Linked DNA regions of Mus musculus: region 1 is linked to region 2. A link is a contact called in public Hi-C data. All regions are on one chromosome and are shown on one strand. Each heading gives the region's core, a stretch centred on a gene start, on an enhancer-like site or on the middle of the called end of the contact. The rest is flanking DNA. Distances are from core to core; before and after follow the strand shown.

Region 1 (3,257 bases), core at 451-2,950, 110 kb after region 2:
ACTTCTTTTAACAAGACTAAAAATAATGAAGCCTGTGTCTAACTTTGCTAGGACAAGCCAAGCCTTTCTCAGAACCATCTGAAAGAAGTATCTGTCGGCTGCCACAGATTTATTTTGAATTAAGGGGCACGTCATTTAGGGACTGAATTGTTTTTATTTCCGCCTGACTCCGCCACTTCTGGATATCGTGGTTCTGCAGGGCATAGCAGGCACATGTCTAACCAAGAGGAAAAAAGATGAGTTTCATGAGTCACAAAGAAGCTTTCTTTATTGCAAGTGCATCCTGTATTCTCCTTGGAACGGGTCCACAAGGCTTCTGGGTCCTCAAGCCAGAAGGGTAATTCCACAAGGAGTCTCACAGACAATGGCAAGATTGTTGTTAGCTACGCTTGGATGCAATAGAACTCTACTTGGTAGATATCGACTGTATGCAGAAAGGACTCCTGCTCTTGGCCCCATAGTCTTCAAGGATGTGACTATGTGTGAAGAAGGGAAGAGGAGAGCCTGACTTCTCTGCACAGCACTCATTATACCACTTCACAGGTGCGAAGCAAGAGCCTACTATGTGCCAGTCACTTTCTCCCTTCCTCAACTCACATGTATGAATCAAGCACCTATTGTATGACAGGTTCTTCCCACTTCCTCAATTCACAGGTATGAATCAAGCACCTACTATGTGTCAGGAACTTTCTCCCTTTCTCTTTCCTTCTCTTCCTTCCATGTTTTGTTGAGCGCCCCCTAAGTGTTATAGTTACAGTAACCACATACAGTGTAGTTGTGAATAAAGCTGGGAACCTGATGATGTGCAGTCGTTCCTTGGGATTGAAACACTCCCTTCTGGAGGGACCAAGGAGGTTGCCAGATTCATGAAACTCATGAGAAACTTTATAGACTCAGGAAACACACAAAGCTTACAAGACTCTCAAGTCCCCTTCCCAGGTTAGTTAGTCTGGGAAATGTAAGAAATGCACAGGGAATGGCTGGATTACAGTTATTAAGCAGTTGTAGAGACAAGTCTTTGTTTAAATAAAGTTTTCAAGAAAACGCATTGAGCATGACTCATAATTTACCCTTATAGATTCCGTACCAAAAAGGAAAAAAAAAAAACCATTCTAAGAACTGGAATTGCCACATGGAATTAAAATCCGACTGGACAGACTGCGGGATAGCATCTTAGTTTTGCACCGTCCACACACTGACCCGCCGTGTGTACCTGTGGAAGAGGACCTGTCACTCCAGATTCCTCTCATTTGTTTATTAGAGGTGTTTTTATGAATGAATTTAGATCTTTCCAGATTTGAGATCCAGTGATATTTCCCTCCTCTTTTCCTTTTCTCGCTTTCAGCTGCACTCTGGACCTTTTTCATATTAATTTGTTGGAATAGTTTTATATTAAGAATCTAGTCATCTGGATACTACTATATAAGCCAACCCTCTCTAGCCTCTGTGGACACCCCCGCATGTGTTCTATGTGTGCATACACACACATAGCCTCATACAATACATATAAATAAAAGCACAACGTTTTTTAAAAAGACAAACATAAAATGCCGCGGGAGGTGACAGAGGAAAAGGGTCGCTTCACCCCAGGCAAAGACTATGTGTAATCAGGGTCTTTTTCCTGTTCATTGCTATATCCCCAGGGATTGCAGCACTGTCTGGGTGACTAATTAATTACTGAAACCATCTGTTGAATGAGTCACTAAAGACACAGCAGAGAGCATGATGAGGCTCTGGTTCCTCACAGCTTGGAACAGTGCTAGGGTAGAATCCTAGAGGTCGGGGCAGCAGGCAGGATGGGGCTGGGTGCTGCAGGAGACCCTATGGAGCACAGTGAGGGGACGGACTGGACCATCAGGAATAGGTGACTCCACCGCCAGCTTCAGCTGATAGATACCATTCAGGCTGCACCCCATGAAGCTGAGACATTGACAAAGAAGTGCATGGACATGTTGGGGTTCCTGGTAACCACACTATAGAGGTGAAATGAGAAGAAGAGAGTAATTCCAGTAACTGACCTAGTTGCCAAAGTACCAGAAATAGAATAGAATTTATGCTAGTGTGTTAATATGTAATCGTTGATGAATGCTGGTGTTCTGGTAGGTTGTGGGGTTTTGTTTGTTTGTTTGTTTTGTTTTGTTTTCATGCTAAGGTCTGAGACCCTATAATTCATAGAACACCACATTCAAACTCACCATAGCTCAAGGGCTCAGAGCAACATGGGGGGCAATCATGGTTGGGTGGTGTCCAGAGAGTTTAGTTCTGTCTAAATCCTCTTGCTGTGTCTTACTTACTGAAGTTCAAAGATGTTAACGGAATTAGCCATGATGACTTGAAACTAGGAAGGAGACTTTTTGAGAAAAACAGTGTCAGCAGAGGAGCGGGTGAGGAGTTAGTGGGGGTGAAAACAACTAAAATTCACTACACCCATAAAACTGTCAAAGAACTTTATTTAATAAAAAAAAAAAAACTGTAAAAGACAAAAAGCCAAGTTCTCAGCAGCTGAGCCTAGGTCAATAGCACACAAATGTCTCTAAGTTTAAGGTAGCAAGGAGCCCATGGGAAAGAATTTTTTTTAAGAGTTTATCAAAATGCTTATTTATCCAGAACCAAGATTTCTCATCTACTGAGCCTAATGGCTTATCTGAGAGGCTTGGGTTCTGGAATGTGCCCTTGTGGCTGACTGAATCAGTGCTGAAGAAATTGCGTCAAACTGAATCAAAGAGAGAAATGCCTCCCAAGTCGAGATAGCTTTGACGTTCAGTGAACGATGAAGCCAGAAGAATAATCAACTCCAGAGAAGAGAAACTAATAAAAATCAAAAACATCGGGAGAATCTCATCACAAAGCATTCAAGTGGAAAAAACTCAGCACCCCAGGCAGGACAGGCAGAGGCTGACGTGTAGGAAAATACAATAAAAGGTCACGAAACCATGAGAGCTGGGAGCAGTCACCAGCAGGATGTGTACGGCTAAGACCTTCCCTGTCTGTGCCTATGGCTTCCTGGTTCTAGAGTCAGTGTCCCTTGGGATCAGTGCTACCCAACGCTACCCACCCAAGCCCTGTAATACTGCCCAGAGACTGGAGATGTAGACTCAAGAACAGGGCAGAGCAAAGGCCTTTGATTTAAGCTTACAAGGCGGAGTGGAGGACAGCAGAGGGTCAGAGTGAGCAGCACAGAGCCAGCCTGAGGAGTGAGCATGAACCTGTCCGTTCCAGACATTACCTCCCTGCCTGCTTCTCCTTACTCGGGTGTC
Region 2 (3,606 bases), core at 918-3,417:
CATCTGCTGCTAAGATTATTTTTTTTAATATACCTATTCACTGAGGCACACATGGGGCAGAGTGTTCATGTGCAGGTCAGAAGACAACTTTTGGTAGTCAGTTCTTTCCTTCCACCATGAGGACCCCAGGGATCAAATCCAGGCCATCAGACTTGATGGCCTGGGGCAGAGGCATCTTAGAACCCAACAGTCTTTGTAAATTGTAATTGAATCTTTTTTAACTCTATAAGGTCATTAACTTGGTTTCTATAAGTCTCTATTTTTTAAAAAAAATAAGGTTCTCTCTCTCTCTCTCTCTCTCTCTCTCTCTCTCTCTGTGTGTGTGTGTGTGTGTGTGTGTGTGTGTGTGTGTGTGTGTGTGTATGCGCACGAGTGTGCTCGAGCACGTGCACACATGTGTCCAGATTCACATGTGTATGTGCATACATATGTATGTGAAGGGCAAAGGACAAACATCATTGTTACTCCTCAGGCATTGTTCACCTTGTCCACAGTCTCTCTGGGGCTCTACACTCCATTTGTCTTCTCAGGTGGGTGCTGAGGATGGAACTCAGGTTCTTGTGCTTGCTCAGATAGCACTCACCATCTGGACTATCTCCCCAACCTACTGGTTTTCCTTTTCTTGAAATGTCTTGCTGTGTAAGACAGGAGACTCTCAGAAGCTCAAGGACCAGCTAGCCTGCACAGGCAGCAACAAACAGCAAGATAACCCACCTCATAGCAAAATGGAGGGTGAGGACAGATACCCAGGGTTGTCCCCAGGGTCCTACATATCTGTCCACACACCAGCAGCACTCACATGAATACACACAAACAGTGCACACACAGACACACAAGATTTCTGTAAAAAAATAAAATATGGGTCCAAGCCAAAGCTGGTAAACTAAGAGATGGGACTGTGAACATCCATTTCCTCAAGCTTTCCAGGCATAGACAATATCTGTGAAAGTTGTGCTTCAAAATCATTGGAACATTACACGCTCATGGAGTTGAACTCTATGGTCAATGAATGTGTGTGTGTGTGTGTGAGAGAGAGAGAGAGAGAGAGAGAGAGAGAGAGAGAGAGAAAGCCAAAGTTTGGTATCAAATATCTTCTGCAGTTATTCTCTACATTACTTTTTGAGACAGTTTCTCATAGAAACTGAAGTTCATCAGTTGAGCTAGACTGGCTCCAGGGATCTCTGCCTGTATCTAGCCCACCCAAGGCTAAGGTTGCAGACATGTGCCACCATGCCTGTGGGCTCTGGGCATCTGAAATCAAGTCCTCATGCTGTATAGCAGGCATGTCCTAAACCAGCAGCCATGACCCTAATTCCTCATACACAATTTATCTAGTTCAGTAAACCTTTCTTTGCCCTAATGAAGATGCCTAGAAATCAAGTCAGGAGGAACAACTTTATAATCAACCATCAATCAATAAAGCAATTTATGAGTAGATACACACATAATGTCCTGATTTGGGAGTTTATATCAGATTGTGTGAAGTATAAGGGACCTTTAGAGTTTCTCAGGAACAGCTAGAAAACTCCTAAACTGTGACCTCAAAAAAGGAGAACTGTATCCAAGGTTGAGACAGACAGAGACCTTGAAAAATAAAGGTCACAGAAGTGCTGGGAGAGGCCTTTCGCATGGAGGAAGAGAAGGCTCTGAGGCTGGGAGCAGAGACTGGTAGGAGTCAGAACTCAACCAACTTGGGCATAACCATGTACCAGCTGCTGGGAAACCTGGCACTTGGGCACAACCAACAAAGTGCCCAACTATGGATTCTTTTCCCTGAGGCTGCTCCCAATAGACCAAATAAGCTGGAGGACTCTGAGGCCTTGGGGGGGTCACCGAGGGGAGCTAGGGAACATCTCCTCCCATGGGGAGTGCCGGGATCCTGGGATGGTTTGGATGCAGCTCCAGCTTGGAAGGGATTCTTGTTGTTCCCGATCCGTGCGGCCCTGTGATTGTGAAAGGAACAGTAAACACCTGTTTCCCAGCTGCAAACCCTGCTGTTTTGCTTCATGCTTTGACCTAACATTTGGGGGACAATGGGGTGGAAAACCTCCTCCTCTGAGTCCAAAAGTCCTTCAAAGAAAAATCGGCCTGAAAGAGAAAGTGTGTAAATTGTGGGAGGGGCGGGGAGTTCTCTTACTGGAACTCCTGGTCCTTATCAGGACAGCCCAGTTGACAGGCAATCTCGCTGAGGCAATCAACCTAACTTCTAACCGTCGTAATACAAGTCCGTGGTTCAGTCCTCAAAGGATGATCTTACGGCTAGAGAACACCATCCTGGCCCAAGCAGAAGACTCCATGGATGAAACAGACACTTGTGGCCATAGTTCAGTAATGAAGTAATAATTTGGCAATACTGAATAGCAGAGTCTTTCCTGGGGTCAAGCCCTGTGTTGCCTTGGCTGTCTTGGCTGTTATATCTTAGGCAGTAGGTGTCTTTAGTTTGTGGACAAGAAAACTGGAGGCTCAAAGGGAAATCATTCGTCCCACATCATGTGGCTAGGAAATGGCAGAATTAGGATTCGGATCTCTCCGACTGTTACCTCCTCCACAAGGCGCAGCACCCCGATGAGGCTGTATTCCCCTGCATGTTTACTCCTGGGCTTTTTTATATTATTTATTCCCTTATTCTATCACCAGTCTCTCCTTGTAGAAGACAGACCTGCAGGAGGCTGGGTTCTTTCCGCTCTGTTCTTCTGTTCCCAGAGCCTGGGAATGAGCAAGAATCTTAGTGAGAAACGTCTTAACCTAGGCACTGCACTCAATGCACCACCCTGTGTGAACAATCAAGATAATCTTCTATAGTGACTTTATCCTCTCACTCTACACCCTGAGAAGATATACCCTAACTATCATGACCGCAAAAACAATGGCTAAAGAAAAAAAAGTCGTTTTCCAGGGGCAGGACATGAGGGGATGGAAAATGGTTTGTTCCAGTCCAACATCAAACCTGTGAGTTCTGAGTGCTTTAACTAGGCATAAGGTGGCTTTCCTAGCTGTAATCAGGCTTTGTTTTTAATCTCTGTCCTTCCGATACTATATCTGAAAGGGATGGATGGAAAGCGATTTGTTAAAGAATGTGGCGTATAACTTTCCTTTCAAGTCACGAGGCTAATTAAGAAGAAACATAACAAGCAAGTTCTCTCCTTAAGTGCAGCACGGTAGGCCTCCTGAGAACTGTGAGTGACATTTAGAACACGCAGCTCCTCAACTGGTAAGAGTGTAACAGTTTTCAGCCGGTGTGCTTGCAAGGTGTGCGATGCAGCCCCGCATCTACTCAAATCACAGGGCAATCTGCTCTTGTCAAAGCAAGAGTTATGACAGGGAAAGGAGGCTGCTCTCTCTCCTCAAGACTCCCTCCCTCTGCTTATATTGGATTAGCTCACGTTAAGAATCCTAAATGCTTCTTCGCCCAAACAAAATGAATTCCATGTGATATTTGCAACAGTTCTAATTGGGAAATAAGAGGCTTAAGAAGTTACCAGAGTGAACGTGTTTTACTGTTCTAAAGAGAGCGAGAGTGAGTGCTCGCTTGCTGAGTGTCCCTGCTGGGGCTCTGCTTCAGGATCCCTGCACCATTATTCTACTTGTCTGTCCCTTCAGAGAGCC

Evidence for each region. Hi-C and Micro-C count contacts between places; a contact is called where the count stands out from the background.
Region 1: a contact with region 2 is called in a Hi-C map of uterus, with 3 times the contacts expected there. The contact joins two enhancer-like sites. A contact is called at or near these places in 2 of 484 Hi-C or Micro-C datasets (muscle stem cells and uterus) and 2 of 9 other capture datasets (adipose tissue and pancreatic islet).

What each region holds. Positions count from the first base shown.
Region 1 is chr12:75,424,396-75,427,652 of GRCm38.p6, forward strand. No RefSeq gene overlaps it. Among named protein-coding and RNA genes, the nearest start is that of Gphb5, 9.2 kb to the left of the region's middle. Within about 2 kb of position 1,701, at least 23 of the 459 cell types and tissues checked have an H3K27ac peak or open chromatin away from gene starts, as enhancers often do. A contact at or near this core is called in muscle stem cells and uterus, where this site is marked.
Region 2 is chr12:75,318,619-75,322,224 of GRCm38.p6, forward strand. All of the region lies in intron 1 of Rhoj (ras homolog family member J), which reads left to right. Among named protein-coding and RNA genes, the nearest start is that of Rhoj, 12 kb to the left of the region's middle. Within about 2 kb of position 2,168, at least 33 of the 459 cell types and tissues checked have an H3K27ac peak or open chromatin away from gene starts, as enhancers often do. A contact at or near this core is called in muscle stem cells and uterus, where this site is marked.